Regions from separate parts of the Mus musculus genome. Here region 1 is linked to region 2. The links are chromatin contacts, called in public promoter capture Hi-C maps. All regions are on one chromosome and are shown on one strand. The core of a region is the stretch at or near the end of the contact, and the rest is flanking DNA. Distances in the headings are between cores, read along the strand shown. Region 1 has its middle 24 kb from the start of Vegfa. Region 2 overlaps Tjap1 (tight junction associated protein 1).

What was found. Capture Hi-C pulls out chosen DNA fragments and counts their contacts.
Region 1: a contact with region 2 is called in a promoter capture Hi-C map of liver. The contact joins two enhancer-like sites. A contact is called at or near these places in 1 of 484 Hi-C or Micro-C datasets (cortical neurons), 1 of 115 datasets of contacts at active chromatin or transcription factors (pancreatic cancer cells) and 2 of 9 other capture datasets (adipose tissue and liver).

The regions. Positions count from the first base shown.
Region 1 is chr17:46,054,979-46,057,875 of GRCm38.p6, reverse strand. No RefSeq gene overlaps it. Among named protein-coding and RNA genes, the nearest start is that of Vegfa, 24 kb to the right of the region's middle. Within about 2 kb of position 1,290, at least 18 of the 459 cell types and tissues checked have an H3K27ac peak or open chromatin away from gene starts, as enhancers often do. A contact at or near this core is called in liver, where this site is marked.
Region 2 is chr17:46,264,221-46,267,552 of GRCm38.p6, reverse strand. It overlaps Tjap1 (tight junction associated protein 1), which reads left to right. Exons shown (of 10, transcript NM_001252474.1): 3 at 2,575-2,670. Among named protein-coding and RNA genes, the nearest start is that of Lrrc73, 12 kb to the right of the region's middle. Within about 2 kb of position 1,517, at least 119 of the 459 cell types and tissues checked have an H3K27ac peak or open chromatin away from gene starts, as enhancers often do. A contact at or near this core is called in liver, where this site is marked.

The sequences.
Region 1 (2,897 bases), core at 41-2,540, 210 kb after region 2:
CATTCTAAGCCAGTCAGGGCTATATAGTGGGACCCTATCTAAATCCCTCCCCCACAAAAAATCAAAACCAAATCAAACCAAACCAAAACTCAAAAGCAAGCAAAACCCCAAACCATTAGAAAACAAAAACAATTAGAGAGAACATGAGAGAGAGAGAGAGAGAGAGAGGGAGAGAGAGAGAGCTTCAACCTCAAGACTCAGTCTTACACTTGAGTTCTACCCTTCAGCCTTTCAAGAGTAGCCTAAGGATCAAGATTCCTCTAAGATCAAGAAGCAGACTCCCTGGGAGTGAGTGACACCCAGCAAGTTGCTTCTCTGGACCCCAGTTTCCCCTTTGATAGCTTATGTTGCAATCTGTATAGCAACTAAGATAGTTCTGGGCTGGGGATGCTGGGCTGGGCGTAGGAGCACTAGATTGGCTCTTGGCCCACTTCTGCATCCCTGGGCAGGTGAGGAAGGAAAATAGCCGAGAAATCCACCTGTAGGCCTCTGGTGTTAGACAGGCTGCAGGGCCAGGCTCCAGGGCTGAAGGCTGAGTGGGGATTCTGTGCGGCTCTGGAAGAGCATGGTTTCATAGCCCTGGAGGCCACAGTATGTGTGTGTGTGTGTGTGTGTGTGTGTGTGTTGGAGGGGGGTGGCAAACTGTTCTTTTAGGCTCCCATTTGCACCCTAGCAGGGTCTAGTAGTTAACCTCCCAAGGCAGGGAGTGGGCAGGAAGGACCAAGGCAGCATGGGCTGAAGTGCATCTCCCTACCCAGGTCTAAAGAAAGCTTCCTTTCCTAGTCCTTGAACCCTAGTCTTGGACCTTGTTAAGGAAGACACTAATCCTAAAGGATAAGGAAGGACTCGCATCCCCTAAATAAAGAGGCCCCACCCCCAGGTCAGGCTAGGAGGGACAAGGCATTATCTCTCTGAGTTTAGGCATCTGTTGTAGTGGTCGGCGAACGTTTATGAGCCCCTCAGATTCCAGGACAAATGTATAGGAAGTAGAAGACAGGCCTTTAACTGGATGAATGAGTCCTGGGAAAAGAGGGCAAAGAGAAGGAGGTGGTGGCAATCTCTGACCAAGTAGGAGAGTCCCTGGCACAAGCCACTTCTCCCTTCCTCTTACCCCCTTGCCCCTGGAGATCCCCTGCCTCCTGGTGGGGCCCAGAGGGCAGGTTCAGGGAACTGCTCAGCCCGGGGTGGGTCACATAGGGCTTCAGAGATCGGCTTCCTTAGCTTTACACTGGGGCTGGCATTTTAAGCCTTTGCCCTGCCTGGGCCAGCCGGAGGGCAGAGGGCAAGGCCAATGGGGGCATGTTTTGGCAGGTAAACACAGCCTAAGTTGGAAGAGGCTAGGCCGGCATTTGTGCTGGGTTTACAATTGGCTCCTAGTTAGCCCGGATGGCTGGTCGCCGAGTGACTGAAGCCAGCCAGCATGTTTCCATTGGCCTGAGGTTCCTGGAGAGGAGTGGGGCAATCCTCCCCTTCCCTTTCACCTCTATTCCCCCTGGGGGCTGCAGGGAATGGCTTCTCCCTGGGTTCTTCCTTCTCTAACGAGAAGGGCTTCAGTGGAGGCTCACAGTTTCCTTTGCTTCCATCAGCCCGGGTTTGGGGCTGGCTGTGCTAGGCTTGGGCTGTGGCAGAGCTCTGGGGAGGAAAGGGCCTCTTCCCCAGAAAACTCTCAGATTGATGGATGACACATGCTCTACACCCCGGTGCCCCCACAAACTTGAAATCCACAATACAGGTTCCATGTGTCACCCACTGTCAGTTGAAAAAGCATAGTTAGTTTGCCTAGATGGTATATTTTATCCAAACCAGATGCAGGCTGCCTAACTAAACTATGACACAGTGCCTTCTTGTTACTGGTTGCAAGGGACATCCTGATTTCAGAGATGTGGGAGAATGTGAAAAATGTGTGTCAGAGAATCGAACTAAAGTTAAAAACATTTTCATCAGCGTCTCTCTTGTACACATTCCTCCCTCCCTGCAGCCAATGCTGTTTACTTAGAACACTTGACGTTATTAGACGTGCAGAGCCAGCAATGCGGTTCCTGGTACATGAGGAACTTGGTTCATTGAATGTCAACTCTTAAGCAAAATTATTTACGCATATACATCTGTGTTTGTGTCCGCATATGCATACATGCATGTGAGTGCTCTTGAAGACTGGAGCTGTCGCACTGCCTGACATAGGGAATGGGAACCAAGCTCTGGCCCTCGGGAAGAGCAGCACGTGCTCTTAATTGCTGAGCCTCCCCTTCGCGTATGGATTCATGGCTACCACAGTTTTTGGTACATAGATTTCATATGCACATGAAAGTCTGTTGGTGTGTTACTTGTTTTGTTTTTGTTGTTGTTGTTTTGTTTTTGAGACAGGGTTTCTCTGTGTTGCCCTGGCTGTCCTGGAACTCACTTTGTAGACCAGGCTGGCCTCGAACTTAGAAATCTGCCTGCCTCTGCCTCCCAAGTGCTTGGATTAAAGGCATGCGCCACCATGCCACCATGCCCGGCATGTTTTTTGTTTTTTGTTTTTTTTTTTTAAATCATCAACCTGACACAAACCGGAATAGCATAGGAAGAGGAAATTTCAGGTGAAGAATTACTTCCATTGGATCGGCTGTGCTTGTGTGTGTGTGTGTGTGTGTGTGTGTGTGTGAGAGAGAGAGAGAGAGAGAGAGAGAGAGAGGCTGTCTTACCTGTTTTACTTTTTATTGTTTGTTAGAGGCAGGGTCTCTTCATATATACATAGTCCTGTCCAGGAACTCAATCTGTAGATCAGGCTGGCCTCGAACTCAAGAGACCTGCCTGCCTCTGCTTCCCCAGTGCTGGGCTTAACAGTGTGCTCCACCACACCTGGCTGACACTGTCGTGTGTTTCCTCTATGGTTTCTGCTTCAGCCTCCAGCCTCC
Region 2 (3,332 bases), core at 268-2,767:
TTATCCTCTCCCAGCTGGGGACCACCAGGTCCAAATGGACCTTGTTCTTCCCAGGCCTGTCCTATAGTCCAGGGTAGTGATGCTAGGCCCATAGTCTGTCCAGTGCGGTCCCTCACGGGCAAGATCCAGGGAAGTCAGTAGATTGTGGAAATGGAAGCAGAGGTTCAGGTGTCCCAACATGCCCTGATATTTATGGACCTGGGACAGGGAGTGGCACAGATCTGCCTCGAGGTGTGGGGTTGGGGAACCCAGTAGGTTCTCAGTGTTCTCAGTGGATCACCCCTGCTTCTCTAGTCAGGAATGTTTCTCCCCTCGTGACACTGCTAGAAGTAACCTTTCACCCCACCTCCATCCTTAGAGTCTCATCTGCTCTTTGTGTCCTCGCCACACCCACACCATCCCCCAACCCAGACATCTGTTTGATTGCCTCTAGCCTCAGAGAAGAAAAAATGTGCTCATAGTTGCAGCCCTGACTTACCGTCACGGCAGGGCAAGCTATAGGATATGGCACCTCAGTGAGGCATGTCTGCCCACATATAGAATTACCCTGAAAGTGTCTCAGTCCGCCCTGCCTGTCCACTGTTGTCACAAGTGCCCTGGTCCCTAGAAGAGAATGCGAGCCTTGGCAGGAGTTGGGTAGGTAAGTAAAACAGGCTAAGGTGGCAAATCACACCAGGGAGCCTGCCAAGTGAAGGGTTCCTCTGCCTTCTGGAACAGACAAACAAAAAGTGCCATCGAGAGCTGGCCCTGTGGGGAGAAGGCCAGCTCCTGGAAGCTCCCATCAGTTTCTAGAAGCTTTGCCTGGCTCCTCTTTAGTCAACGGCCTTGGTCCTACCTGGTTTCCCAGGCATACACACCCACACATCCACACCTTCAAATGTTAGGCCCTGGTTAACCTACAGTGCTCTGGGACTTTTCTAGGTCCCCTCCCTCAGGCCACAGGAGTCTCTGTGGTTAGATCCCTACTCCAGGTTGAGCACCTACTGGGGCGAGGCCCTCTGGAGGACAGCCCCTGTGGTTGTATGTTGTTTGTTCTCTCACCCCAGGAATGTGGTGTCCTTTCTGGCCCTCCCAGATTCCTGTGCAGGGAGTCAGCCTGACAGCATGCTGCTTGTGCCCTGTGGGGACACGTTCTGCCTCCTGTCAACGGGGCGGAGGCTGGTGGCTCGTGCTTCACTATTACAAGCTCTCCCCCAAATCCAGGCCAGGAACCTTAGAGAGGAGAGTCCTACTCCTGCTTCCCCGCCCTCCTCTGCCCCCACCCTGCTGCCCCAGGCCTGCTGGAATGTGACAGGAGTCATGGCCAGGGCATGTCCCAACAGTAGGAACACATGCTTTAGCCCGCAAGACCGCCTTCAGCCCCCAGCTCTGTAGCTCTGTTTGGGTTGATGGGGGTAGGAAGAGGTTTGTATTTTTTTTTTTTAAATGCTCAGAAAGCCACCTAGGGTTACTGTTTGCACTGATCACTGGCGGCTGCTGCCCCCATGCGGCAGCCCAGCTTATTACAGGTACGCCTCAATCCCGGGAAGCTGAGGGGACTTGGCAGCTCACTTGGCCCAGCCATTGGCAGTGGTGTGTGTAGAGCAGGCTTTGGCAGTGGGGAGCACGTTATCCAAGCGCTTGGAGATGCTGGAGCAGCCTTGGGCCTCAGCTCCCCGGGCTCGGGGTTAAATGTTTTCTCTTTTGAGCGTGTGTCGGTACTTACTTAAGCACAGTGTGCTTGTGGAGGTCATCAGGCTTTGCAGCAAGCATCGTTACCTACTGAGCCTTCTTGCCAGCCCCCCACAGTTACGGTTTATAGACTAGCGGTTCTCGGCCTCAGGGCTGGTGACCTTTGCCTTGCCACCTCCGGTATGCTGGCTGCCCTGTGTGTGGTAGGTTTAGTCGATATTCTGACTTTGACTCACCGGTAGTACCTCCCCATCTGCAGATTGTGAAAATTAAAAATGTCTCTAGACATTTGCCTGTTAACCCTGGGAGAAGCAGGGGGTAAACTCACCCTGGTTGAGAATCACTGCTCTGAACTGCTGAGGTTTGGATTTTGTTTCTCGGGTCTGCCTTCGCTCATTGGCAAGTTTATTGTACACTGTGGTACACAGAAATGGTCTCTGGGCTCATTTAGTCATTGCTAGGGGGTCTGCCGTACCATCGTCATCTTGCTCCTTTGCCAGGCCCTTTGTAGTCTCATTTGTAGTCTGCATTCCCCAGGATTCCCAGCTCTCTGTAGACTCTGAGAAGCCTAGGAGTGAATGGGACACAGACCAGTACCGGCCTATTCCAGAGCAGGGTATGTGCTGAGCGGAGGCAGCGTACGAAGTACATACATAAACACGCAGGCGTTGTTAGGGGAAGCCAGGTACTCGTTAATGCTAGCTGGTTTCCTTTTTGAGTTGATTTCACTTCATAAAGCAGGCTACTCTCAGACTATTGATCTTCCTACCTCTGTCGCTTGCTCCTAAGACCCACTGTGCTGTGGTCTCTTTGCTTACTGTTTTCTGGGAGCCTTCAGGTCCCAGACTGGACAGGCAGGCAGCTGACACCGGGTTTCCACTTTCTCCCCTTCTCTGGTTTCAGGAGCTCTTGGCTAGAGGAAGTAGAGGGGCCGTGGGATGTGGAGAGCCGAAGGCTGATTCCAGGAGAGCAGAACAGAGAGCTGCCAGCGAACAGACGGTATGTCCCGATGAGGCCTGCATTCTATACTTTGTTCTCTTCTGGGAGGCTGGTAGGTGAGCAGCCATATAGGTGCTCTCTTCCAGTGGGAGCCAGCACAGAAAGGAGGTGTGGCCAAAGGGGCTTGGCCTTTGTTGGCAGTGTCCAGAGAGCACTCTCAAGCTTGGAGACCCTTATCCAGGAGCCTGGGCTGGGTCGCTATCCCCAGACTTAGAAGATTTGTTCACAATTTATGGAAGGAAAACCTGAACTTAACATTGCCTAGTGCTGAGCACTGTTTTTGTTTTAGACAGTCTCGCTATGTAGCCCAGGCTGGCATCTGCCTTCCCAGTGCTTTAGATTGCAACTGTGTGTCACTGGCAGTGTCTCTCTGTTTGTTTGTTGAGGCAGAGTTCCAGTGTGTAGGATTGGCCTGAGGTGCACTGTAGACCAGTCCTGGAGCTTCCAGAGGTCCACTCTGCCGGCCTAATGTGGCAGTGCCCTTGTGGACCAATGGAGTCTGCACAGCAGCCTAGGAACTGCTGCTGCTTATACCCTCACCTACTTGAGCAAGATGGATGCTGTGCAGCTCTCTGCCTACAAGGGACAGTGTGGGCTGCTGTTGAGTCTCTCCACCCCACTTAGCCAAGTGTGCTCCTCCTGGGGCCCAGCTGGGAGCCCTT